Regions from separate parts of the Mus musculus genome. Here region 2 is linked to region 1. A link is a contact called in public Hi-C data. All regions are on one chromosome and are shown on one strand. Each heading gives the region's core, a stretch centred on a gene start, on an enhancer-like site or on the middle of the called end of the contact. The rest is flanking DNA. Distances are from core to core; before and after follow the strand shown. Region 1 overlaps Alk (anaplastic lymphoma kinase). Region 2 holds the start of Alk (anaplastic lymphoma kinase).

What was found. A called contact is a pair of places that touch in the nucleus more often than the background predicts.
Region 2: a Hi-C map of the N1E-115 cell line shows a contact between it and region 1, with 2.5 times the contacts expected there. The contact joins the promoter of Alk here to the enhancer-like site in region 1. A contact is called at or near these places in 1 of 39 promoter capture datasets (trophoblast stem cells) and 3 of 484 Hi-C or Micro-C datasets (the N1E-115 cell line, nephron progenitors and tail fibroblasts).

What each region holds. Positions count from the first base shown.
Region 1 is chr17:72,416,315-72,421,947 of GRCm38.p6, reverse strand. All of the region lies in intron 1 of Alk (anaplastic lymphoma kinase), which reads left to right. Among named protein-coding and RNA genes, the nearest start is that of Alk, 190 kb to the left of the region's middle. Within about 2 kb of position 1,522, at least 2 of the 459 cell types and tissues checked have an H3K27ac peak or open chromatin away from gene starts, as enhancers often do. A contact at or near this core is called in the N1E-115 cell line, where this site is marked.
Region 2 is chr17:72,601,735-72,607,367 of GRCm38.p6, reverse strand. Alk (anaplastic lymphoma kinase) reads left to right here and starts at 3,061. Exons shown (of 29, transcript NM_007439.2): 1 at 3,061-4,340. The coding sequence starts at 3,659.

The DNA.
Region 1 (5,633 bases), core at 273-2,772:
CAGGGACAGGAAACAAAGAGCATAAAACTGTAAAGTTGTCCCCAAGCTTTTGGGATTAAAAACTCTCCCATTGTGGGAGCCTGCTGGAGGCTGGCTCTTCACTGCTCCACCTCATAAAACTGTCTGTTCACAGACACTTGGAGGGCTGAGGTGTTACAGAGGAGGGCTCCCTAGCTACACGCATACAGAAACTCAGCATTTCCTGAGTTTATATTTTACACTTCTATACTACTTTTTCTTACATGGGTTTAGAAGTGATTATGCGTTAAAGCGTGCAAACTCGGTGAAAACAATTCCTCTTACTGATAAATAACAGTGCTAATAAGCCAGAGCTGCCAGCATGCATGGGTTGGCAAAGGTATTTAGCCTAAAAGGAGATTTTTCCTTCCCAGATGGATTTGGAACACTGCTTTAGGAAATTTAGTATTTACTTACCACTAATGAGAAATCAGAGCCCGGGAATAGCTATCCTTGTGCCTTTCGTCAGTACAAATGGATAGATGCTGTGACACAGTAGTTCCCGTGTGATAGTTATCCCCTTGGGGTCTTCCCTGCCCCTCCTCCAGCTCTCCTTTGGAGTAGAGATGCAAGCACAGGAGAAAGGATGCTGTGTTCCGTATCCTGCTCAAGCTAGTTCATGCTCATCGAGGCACAGCCTGGACCTGAGGACCAGGTTGGCTTCACACTTACGCTCTGGCTAAAGGCATCCCGTCTCAATTCAAGGTACAAGAAAAGAGCATCAGGAGTCAGCACAGACTGTTTTTACTGTGTGGCCTTGGGCATGATTTATCATTGCTAATTGTTGAGAACCACTAGTCTAAATAGTAGGTAATCGGCAAAGGAGTCGGCCAGGCCACCTTCACCGGGATGCCCTTTACAGCTACAGGGCTGGTAGATCTTTGACATCAGCATCTTTGGTGCTGAGCAACCCCTTCAACCTTTGCAGTCATTGTCACTGTCGTGCATTGTTTCCGTTTGTTCTGGTTCTGGTACCAAGTTCTCTATGACAGATTAAAGAGCATCTTGCCTTCCCTACAGAGATGATACAAAGTGGCATGAGGTAAGACGCTTCTCAAAACATGAAACAATTTGGCCGGGATCAGACTATGTTTTCATGTTCATGCCAAAGGGGACATTGCTATTTCTCTCTCTGTACGCGTAGCAATCAGAGCTATGGTAGAAATTGTCAGAAACCAACCAGAAAAACTTTCTTGAAGTCTGTCAAGGGCACCCAGTTATGGTTCCGTCAAGCTTAAACCTTGGGAAGTTACAGGAAGAAATTGGAAATCGCCCTGGGTAATGGAGAGCCAAATTGGGCCTTAGAGTAGGTAGCAGGGTGACTTATTTTTTAATGTTTCCAACATGAAAGAACACAATTGATTTTTTTCCTCCTTAATCCCTCCAACTCCCTGGCTTTTATTGTTTCTAAAATAAGATAAACCAAGCAGGTGTTATTTCAGCTCTGTAAACAATCTTTATTTTTCTGGCCGATAGGAATAGAAATGTAGCCAGAGACCAGGCTTAGGAGAGAGGAGAGCCAGGCAATCAAGGAAATCATTGATCTTAACTTAGCCGGCTCCATCCACCCTGCCAGTGCTCACTGTGGTCGCACGCCCCTCCCCCATAACTCACCCTCTGGTCTCTGCCAATACCTCATGAAAGTGCAGAGCCTAAGGCAGAGACATCTTCAAGTGTGTTGGTTCCTCTCTCGGATCAAATCACACTTGTTATTTTGTAAGATTAGTGGCATCTCTGAAATGACTCCACTCTTTCAGTCCAGGCAAATAATTGTCAAATGACTTTATTTTAATGCTTCAGTGCTGGGAACATTCGAGAGGGTGTCTGTTTTATTGTACACTCTGACGTTCCTGACCTGTTTTCTCTTTCCTCTGTATGTGTCTGCCATGGGCATAACCATGTTAGTTAGCATCAAAGGCCTTTTCTGAGTTAGTGGGCAGTCAGCAGGATGTAGACAGGAGAAATGGCCTTAGCAAGAGACGGACACTTGATTTGAAGATGAAGAAGAACGAGAGAGATGGGACATACGACCCCATTCCATCTGGCTTCAAGTGTTTGTGGTAGGTGTGTGTGTGTGTGTGTGTCCCAGAGACTCCTCTTGCAGATCCCCCAGTTGGCTGCTGCTGGAATGTATTCACCCACCCAGCAGGAACCTGTCCCTTCTGCTAGTCCTGAGTCTTAAGGGTCTCAGCCTGGGGTGTGTCCCACATGTCTCTAGCAAGTTAGCTCCAGGCGCCTGCTTTCAGGGATAGTCCTCAGTGTAGGTGTAGTAGTAAAGGCAGAAGCAGGAGACCACACAGAATAAAGGTCCTTAGTGACACCCCTCTTTAAATAAGTGGTTGCTGTTTTGTCCAAAGAAAACTATTTCCCCAAATTTCAAGAGGCAGAAGGGACAAATGGCCATCTGTGGTACCTATCAGCATACCAATGTGCATGCTGGCCTCTAGGCTCCATCAGCATCACTGGTACCTGCTACACATTTCAAAGTCCATGCTAGCATCCTGGCTCTTCTCACCTCTTCCCCAGCCCTAAACTCCATCCTGCTCCCAGGGTCCCTGTCTCCTCCCCGTCCCGGTTCTCCTTATAACTTTGTTATTTTAGGTGTGTAAGAACACGGCTTGGTCTCTTGGTCTCCCTCTCAATCCCCTTCTCTCTACCCCTCCCCCCAGCCATGTTCGGTCTACTCTCTCTCCCTGCTCTGGACTCTTCCAGAAGCCTCTGGCTGTTCTCTCACGGCTACAGTAAAAACCTTCCTCTTATTCGTACCATGGAGCGTCATATCAACAGTTTATACTGTTGCTCTATCTTACCTTAGCCTTCAGAGCCCTATTTTCTTTACTCCTAAAGTGGAGCTAACAAACTATGCTACTCCAGTGTAAAAAATGTTAATGATCGTGGTGCATCACGGTTATTTTTAAATAATTACTGATGAGAATTGGTAGTTCTGGTGATATTTGGTTAGCCCACTTTATGCTCCCAACAGTCGCACATGTGCACTTGCCCAAGAGCTATCTAGATTCACGAATGAAAGACACACACACACACACACACACACACACACACACACACACACACACACACACACACACCAGTTAATTTTAATATGCCTTAACTAGCTTGACTAGCTTAATGGCTGGGCAATTCTAATCCTTCCTGCTAGCACAGACTCCCCTCCTGTACTTCTGAGTTAACATCTTTTAAAATCTGAATTTCATCTCTGCCACCCCAAACACAATTGGGGAAATGCTCGGGGGCCTCTTCCCCTGATTCTCACCTGTCGGCAGGCCTTTAGGTCTGGTCTTTTTGTTCCTCATCATGGTGATCTCTGCTTCCTTTCTCTCCCCCAGTTTCTAGCACTCCTAAACCTCAAATTCCCACCTCAGTCTACCTGCCCAGCCATTGGCCACTGGCTTTTAATTGATGGATCAAAATCCAATTAGGGACAAGGAGCTTCAGCATTTGGATATGCAGAGTCCTGATTTGGGGGGGCCAGATTAATTCAAAGCATTAGAACCAATCCTCAACAGGTAGTAGAGTTTATGTACATTTTAATAACCAAGAATGGCCCTGGTGATTGAACAACAGAGCTGCATATTTGAGCTGTAAAGTGTGTCAAATAAACAAAACAAGAAGACACAGGGTACCTACTCTGCCTCTACCTTGCCCAGAAAGTATTTATGGCCTCAGAATTGACCCTAACAGTTCGTAGGGCAAGACTTTGTATAGATGGCCTTGGGGACTGGGATTCTAAGCTGTCACAGGAACCTGGTGTACTCAAGTGACTCAGAAGGCTCAAAGGAGAGAGGAGTCAAATGCACAGTCTTTATTAGGACTAAGGAAGCAAACAGGGAGGCACACACCCTACAGTCATGACTCTCAATGCGCTTACTACCACTGAGACCATGGGTAGGGTGAACCTAGATAAACCTTCTTCTGAGTCTCTGTGTCAAGGCCACATTACCCTTAGCATTCTGTACAGAGCTTGATGCTGCCTCTTTCCTGAAAAGCCCGTGGAGGCTATTACTTCTTTGCATTGGCTAAATACAGATTGTGATTGCCTGCTTGGGTAGTTTATGGACCGTGGAAGAAGCCAGGACCGTCTTTTCTTTGGAACTGGGGAGTTGGGTGAAATCCTGCCAAGTGTGCTGGTTAGTTTTTGTCAACTTGACACAAATAAGTCCCCTGGGAAAGAAACCTCAGCTAGGGAATTGCTTTCATCAGATTGGCCTGTGGAGACATTTTCTTAACTGCTAGTCGATGTAGGAGGCTCCAGCTCACTGTGGTCAGTACTGTCCCTTGGCCATGGTCCCAGACCATATTAAGAAGCAAGCTGAGCAAACCAGGAGGAGCAAGCCAGTAAGCAGCACTCCTCCATGACCTCTGCTTCGGTTCCTGCTTCCAGATTCCTCCTGCCTTGACATTTCTTTCCCAAACTGTTTTTAGTAGGTGTTTTATCACAGCAACAGAAAGCTCAGTATAACTCGGAGCTTCCTTCCTACCAGCTCAGCTCTCCAGCGAAGTCTTTTATTGAATTAAAGTCTAAGAATTTCTTCAAGAAGGCACAGCCTGTTGCCTACCCCCCCCCCCGGTTTGGTTAGCGATCTCAGGAGAATTTCCGTATCCTGGGGCTGTATTTATTTAACTCTATTATTTATTCTGCACCAAGAGACCATTTTTATTGGTGTGTTTGTTCTCTGAAGGGGATGGTTAGCACTAGGAACTGATGTAAAAGAGCTTCCATCCCCAGACTCCTAAGGCACATCATAATGAAGGTGGGCAGAAGAGCTCCTCTGGCAATTCAAAATGACAGACCCATTCCCTAGAGCAGACTGTCAAAGTGTATATTTCTCAAGAGCAACGTCAATATCATTTGGAAATGTAGTATCTGTGTAAAAACCTTGGTTCCACTCCACCCATTGAATCCAACCCCATCTACTAGATCCCACCCCATCCACTGGATCCCACCCCACCCTCTGGATCTTATTCTTCTCCCTGCATCTCATCCATCCTACTGAATCAACCTCCTGGGCATGGTGTTACCACTTTGTGCTTTAACATGTTGATGTCTTTTAAAGTCTAAGTTAAGGTCCTAGGTAGTCTGGAGGAATGGATGTTAAGTGAGTTATTTCTGAGAACTATTCAGGAGAAGCCCATCAGAGATAACCACTCAGGCATAGTTCAGAGCTAACTGAAAGTCTTTATTCTAGCTGGTGGGACCAGACCCAAATATTCTGCCAGATATTTGGAAACCTAGATGTGGCCCCAAGTGTCCAGAGCATAATTTTGAAGTCAAAACCCAAATTCTGGCATCTTGCTCAGCAGCTGCAATGGGGGCTTGGGGCAGACTTCAAAAAAACAAAGGTTTAATGAAGCTAAAACAATCAGCTAGCTGAAGGAGTTCCATACAAACAAACAGTTTAACAGAAGCTAGAAGTTAACTGGGACATCCAAACCTTGGATTCCAAGAACAGAATTGGGCATTTTTTTTTAGGCTTTTCCATCAAGGAGATCAAATCCTACTTAAACCTGAAATGGCCTCAGCAAAGATACAAGATGGAGGAGCCTCTGCACAGTCTTGACTGGTTGCATTCCCCACTGGTTCTATGGAAATGAGA
Region 2 (5,633 bases), core at 1,812-4,311, 180 kb before region 1:
AACTCAGGTGATAAATCTTGACACCAGAATAGATCCAATGAGGAGTGACTCTAATTCAGTTTTTATTTGCCCTCCGTAAATAGAGACCTATAACCCCTTCCCCCACAGTACAGTATTACCGAGAATATCTTTTCAACGTTGAGAATTGAACCTCCTGTCTTATGCATGCTAAGCAAGGTCTACGCCACCAAGCCATACTCCCTACCCCATTATTCTCAATACTAACCGAGGATTATTTTGAAGCATACTGGACTCACACTGTGTACACAAGGCATGCTAGCTTTCAGCGCTCACATATTTTGTCTCTATTTCCCCTGTTTCTTCTAAATTCCACTTCCCTGTAACCTCACCTCTCCATGGTGATGTCATAGGATAACAATGTCAAAATTATAGTTGTCCCGATGAGAAGGCCTAATTTGTCTCAATGGGATGTATGATTTTTGTTTTGAGAAAAAGAATCACTAGTTTGAATTCTAACATTGTTATTTATTTGCTGTTTGATCTTGGGCAATTTATTTTGCCTCTCTGAGACTTAACTGTTCCTCCTCTCATGGAAATATTAGTAATTGCTATGTCCTCCCAAAAGGCTACTTGTGTGATGTGAGACACACATGCACACACATACACATTTGTAGACGCAGATGCTTGGTGTCTGATAAATTATCAATAGCCAAAAAATTACCAAGCAAATAGGGGACATGGTCATTTTTGAGTTAGTATAATTTAATCTTCAGGGAAAGGCACGTGTTTCTCCTTGGGAGAAGTGAGAGAGTTAATAAGGCATGAGAGTTAATTGAGACACCCCCCCCCCCCCACACACACACACACATGCTCCCTCCATGAGATACAAAAGCAAGTTAAGGGCTCCTTGGCAGGGCGTTCAGAACCTTGATGGCTAATCCAGGTTGAGTTTCTAGTCTCTGCTGCCCCCTAGTGGCCACTGGTTTCAGAGGCCTATTCACAGTCCTTGACAGATTAAGAGTCAATTCGCCTTTGAACAAGAGTTATACAGACAGGAAAGACATGGAACAGGGGTGTGAAGGGGCTAGTGTTTTGATCCTTTTCACGTTTTAGATAGAAAGATTTTTTTCCTGAGGGTTTTCACAGCAGAAAATTTGATGAGAACCCAAACATACTATGAAAATAATTAACTCCATGGTCTTCTTCCTTCCCCAAGATAGGAGCATTTTTTTTTAATTCTCTTTTTTTCAAATCTCATCCCTTAAACAATTAAGTTGGCTACATATGAGTATTTCACATATACGGCTGAAAGCCAGACGTTCACTGAGAAGTAGTGTTGTTTGTTTGTTTGATTGGTTGGTTTTGTCTTTAGGGTTTCACTGCTCATCATGACAGCACAGTTATGGGAAAGACCCTGGCCTTAAAGGAGCAGGGTCTCCACTTGGCTGTTCTCGCATGTGGGGCAGTGAGCAAGATACTGCATCTCTTAGAGCTGGGTGAGGGAGGGTCCACTGGACAATGTACTGGGACACTGGGAGAGCTAGCATGAGTGAGACAGTCAGCCTTGGAGAGAAGGGACTGAGAAATTTGTGTGAACTAAAACTTACCCTTATCTGGGCTTCTGGTGACACACAGCCATTATCTGAAAGAAAAGGAGACTGGAGGGAGAACCTGGCATTTTAAGTAAGTGAATAAATAGAAGGCCTTGAGTGTGTGTGCCACCGCCCCACACAACCTTCTTCCACAGAGTCATATCCATAGCCTCTGGCCTGCTACTCATGGACCGCTAGGGCAAAGTAGCAGTCAAGAGGACTGGAGGGTGGGCTTGGAAGTCTCACATGAGCAAATGATCCAGAACTGGAATTAAAAATATCCGTCTCATGTGTGGTGGTTTATGCTTGTAATCCCAAATCCCAGCACTTGAAAAGCCGGAACAGGATTTCCAAGAGTTCCTAGTCAGTCTAGGCAGTGTAGTGAGTTCAAGCCCAGCCTGGGCTACAAAAACGAGGTCGTATTTCAAAAAAGGCCAAAATAAAAAAAGTGAATAAACAAATAGTGTCGTGGTGGGGTGGTTGCTCAGCGGCAGAGCGTTCGCTTGTCTTATAGAAGGCTCTGAGTTTCATCCCCAGTTTCTGTCTGGAAACCTGTGCAGACACCATTATGAGAAAACCAAGTGGCTGACAGGTCTGACAGCATTTGTTGCGGCTAAAGCCGAAGAAGAACAACTCAGGCTCTCAGGAATGCTTTCAAATAACAGGAGTGTTGGAGAAGGTTCCCTTTCAAGGCTCCAAGGCTCTTGAATCTTGCAGGGCCTCGCTACCCCTGCCTCCTTCTGGTTTTTCTTTGCCTCCAGATTTATTCCGGAACCTGCTCCTCTGAAGTCGGACACATTTAATCTGTTAAATGTATAATTAGACAGAGTGTTTGGTTGCAACGATCGCTTCCAGTTTTCCCATTTATCCAAAATACTCTCTTGTTCGCACAGCGGAGAAATAGGGCAGGCAATCTGGAGGAAGGAACAGGCACCAGCAGCGGGAGGCGGGGCGGGCTTGGTGCTTTTCTCAATGAATACTGAGGCCTCTGCAGATTTGCATAGGAGCAGATCTCGCAGCGGCATTGGCCGGCGGGCTTGGAAGGGGGCGGGGCCGGCTGCGTGGGCTGGGCGGCTGCGCTGAGTTCGCTCTAGAGCCCCGCCCCTCGCGGAGGCCCCGCCCCCCTTCGGCGCGCGCTCGCGGCACTGCCAGCTGCAAGTGGCGGGCGCCCAGGCAGATGCGATCCAGCGGCTCTGGGGGCGGCAGCAGCGGTGGCAACTGGCACCTCCCGCTGCTTCTGTCCAGCGGTTCTCGGGGGGGCAGTAAGACGTTTTCCGTTCGCCCCCTGGCCAGTCAACAAAACCGCGGGCGCTGCTGGTAGGTGAGGAGGGGGCTGGCTACATTGCGGGCTCCTCTGCCCGGAATGTTTTCACTAGTCGCCAGCGGCCAGGGCCGCCCGGGTGCTTGGGAGTGAACTCCGAGGAACCAAGACGTCGGTGACGGCAAGGACGCTGCAAACTTGCGCGCGTGGAGGCAGCGGGAGCCTCCTCTCCGCAACGCAGAGCTCGTGTTCACGCCCAGAAGTTCAGCGGGCAGGGTGATCGATCCGAAGACTTCCTGCAGCGGAGGTCACTTGAGGGGGCGCTAGAAAGCAGCCCCCTCCGGTGGTCCTTGCCTAGACCTGGGAAGGAGCGCAGAGGAGGTGACAGGAGCGGAGGACGTGGGCAAGACAGTGACCGACTCGGAGCCACGGTTCACAGCCTGGAAAGTTGCAGAAGATTGGAAGCTAAGAGGAGAGCTCTGGTCGCCGAGGGCTCCTTGAACGGTACCTAATTGCCACCTCCCTGGTCCCTGAGCAAAGGCCTCTACAAATGGGGCGCAGCACGGCGAGAGGCGCAGGATCCAGCTGTTGAGCCCAGGGTGTCTCACTGTCTCCGAACTACCCCCTGACTTTGTCTTCCGTTTTGCTGAGAACCCTTCTCGCCTCCTTGTAGCTTGGGAAAAGCAAGGGCGCTCTATAGTGTACACACAGTCCCTGAGATCTAGTGGAAGGAGCCATTCAGGACCAAGGACTATTTGGAGCCCTTTCCTGTTTGGGGGAGAGTGAAGGGCGAGGCTGGACCAGCAAGGGAAGGGAGACTAGTGTAAACTCGCCCTCCAGCGGGATGGGAGCTGCTGGGTTCCTGTGGCTGCTGCCTCCACTGCTTTTGGCAGCAGCCTCGTACTCCGGAGCTGCAACCGATCAGCGCGCGGGTTCCCCAGCCTCAGGGCCTCCTCTGCAGCCCCGGGAGCCGCTCAGTTATTCGCGCCTGCAGAGGAAGAGTCTGGCAGTGGACTTCGTTGTACCCTCGCTCTTCCGCGTCTATGCCCGAGACCTGCTGCTACCGCAGCCACGGTCCCCCTCGGAGCCCGAGGCTGGCGGGCTGGAGGCGCGGGGATCACTGGCCCTGGATTGTGAGCCTCTGCTCAGGCTGCTGGGGCCACTGCCTGGAATCTCCTGGGCAGATGGAGCCAGTTCTCCTAGTCCCGAGGCGGGTCCGACGCTGTCCAGGGTGCTGAAGGGAGGCTCGGTGCGCAAGCTCAGGCGTGCCAAACAGCTGGTGCTGGAGCTGGGCGAGGAGACGATTCTTGAAGGCTGTATTGGTCCCCCAGAGGAGGTAGCGGCTGTGGGGATACTCCAGTTCAACCTCAGCGAGCTGTTCAGCTGGTGGATTCTCCACGGCGAAGGGAGGCTGAGGATCCGCCTGATGCCTGAGAAGAAGGCATCGGAAGTGGGCAGGGAGGGAAGGCTATCCAGTGCGATCCGAGCCTCCCAGCCCCGCCTTCTCTTCCAGATCTTCGGGACGGGTGAGCAGCTCCCACTAGAGTGTGTTGGGATTTGCATTTTTAGTTATACGACATGTAGACACTGCTAACTAACTCTTATTCTTCTAGCCCCCTTTTCATCGTACTTGAACTTAGACCCGTGGTTTCTTTTTATGTGCTTAAACATAGTAACTTCCCAATAGAACCTTCTCTCTCTCTCTCTAGCAACCAAGTTGGGAGAAAAGTTTTCCAGTGTTGGCAGAATGCCTTCCACTGACTTACACACGATCCCACTGGATCATAATTGGATGCCCTCCTTCCTGAGCTCTGAGAATGGCTGAAACGTCCCTATAACGCCCGAGTTCCAAGTTACGGGACCTCACACTATTGCTCTTTTTTTCTTGACTCTTGTTTCTCTTCTAGACGACCACCTATTTGGAGAATGTGGTCGAATTTCCCAGAGAATAGAGAATTCCCCTTAATACTGAGTCTCAGCCAACTGCCTGTCCCTGTCCCTCCTCTCCAGTGCTGGCTAACCCAGAGGTTCTCTTTTCCTTAATTATTCATTCTGCCACATTGGACTCCCACCTCCAGACTGTTTACACACTCAGACTCTCGATGTTCTCAGATGTCCCAGGAAAGTCCCAGAGGAACTAAGGAACAGGGGCAGGAGAGTTGTAGGGAATGGGATGAAAACTGTTGAGGTTACTTTGCTTCGGGGGGAGAAGCAAGACAGTTGCCTTTCCTGCCTCCCCCTTTGTTTGCCCTGGGAGTCTTAGCTTGCATGTGTGTAGCAGCTGCTCTGGATGAGAGCTCTGGCAGGCTCTCATTGCTGGAGGCTCCTGGAGTGAGGTTTCTGTTTCATTTACTTCCCCCATTTCTTCCAAAATTCACCGCATTAGGGGCTGTATGTGCAAGCATTTACTTCTAACTCTGCAGTAGTGTCTTTTGAATGGCAAGCCAGGTGGTTTTGAATGAGTGTGTCTCTCAGAAGACCGTGAGGGGAAGGACTTGTGAATGAATTAAATATGCAATGTAAATGAATGAGAAAAACCGCAGAAAGAGAAATCATGCTTTTAAAAAGAAGCCCACACTGATTTCATTGAACAAACCTAGCTTCTTTTCTACGTCCTCATCATCAGAAATAGATGGAGTTCTTATGCTCCACTGGTTACTAATGTTTAGTATTAATTGGATGAAAAGCATCGAATAGGGTCCATTGTAGAGGTACAGCTTCTCCCTTGCTTACACACACACACACACACACACACACACACACACACACACACACACACACACACACACACACAGAGTCAGTGCTCCCCTGTAGCAGAG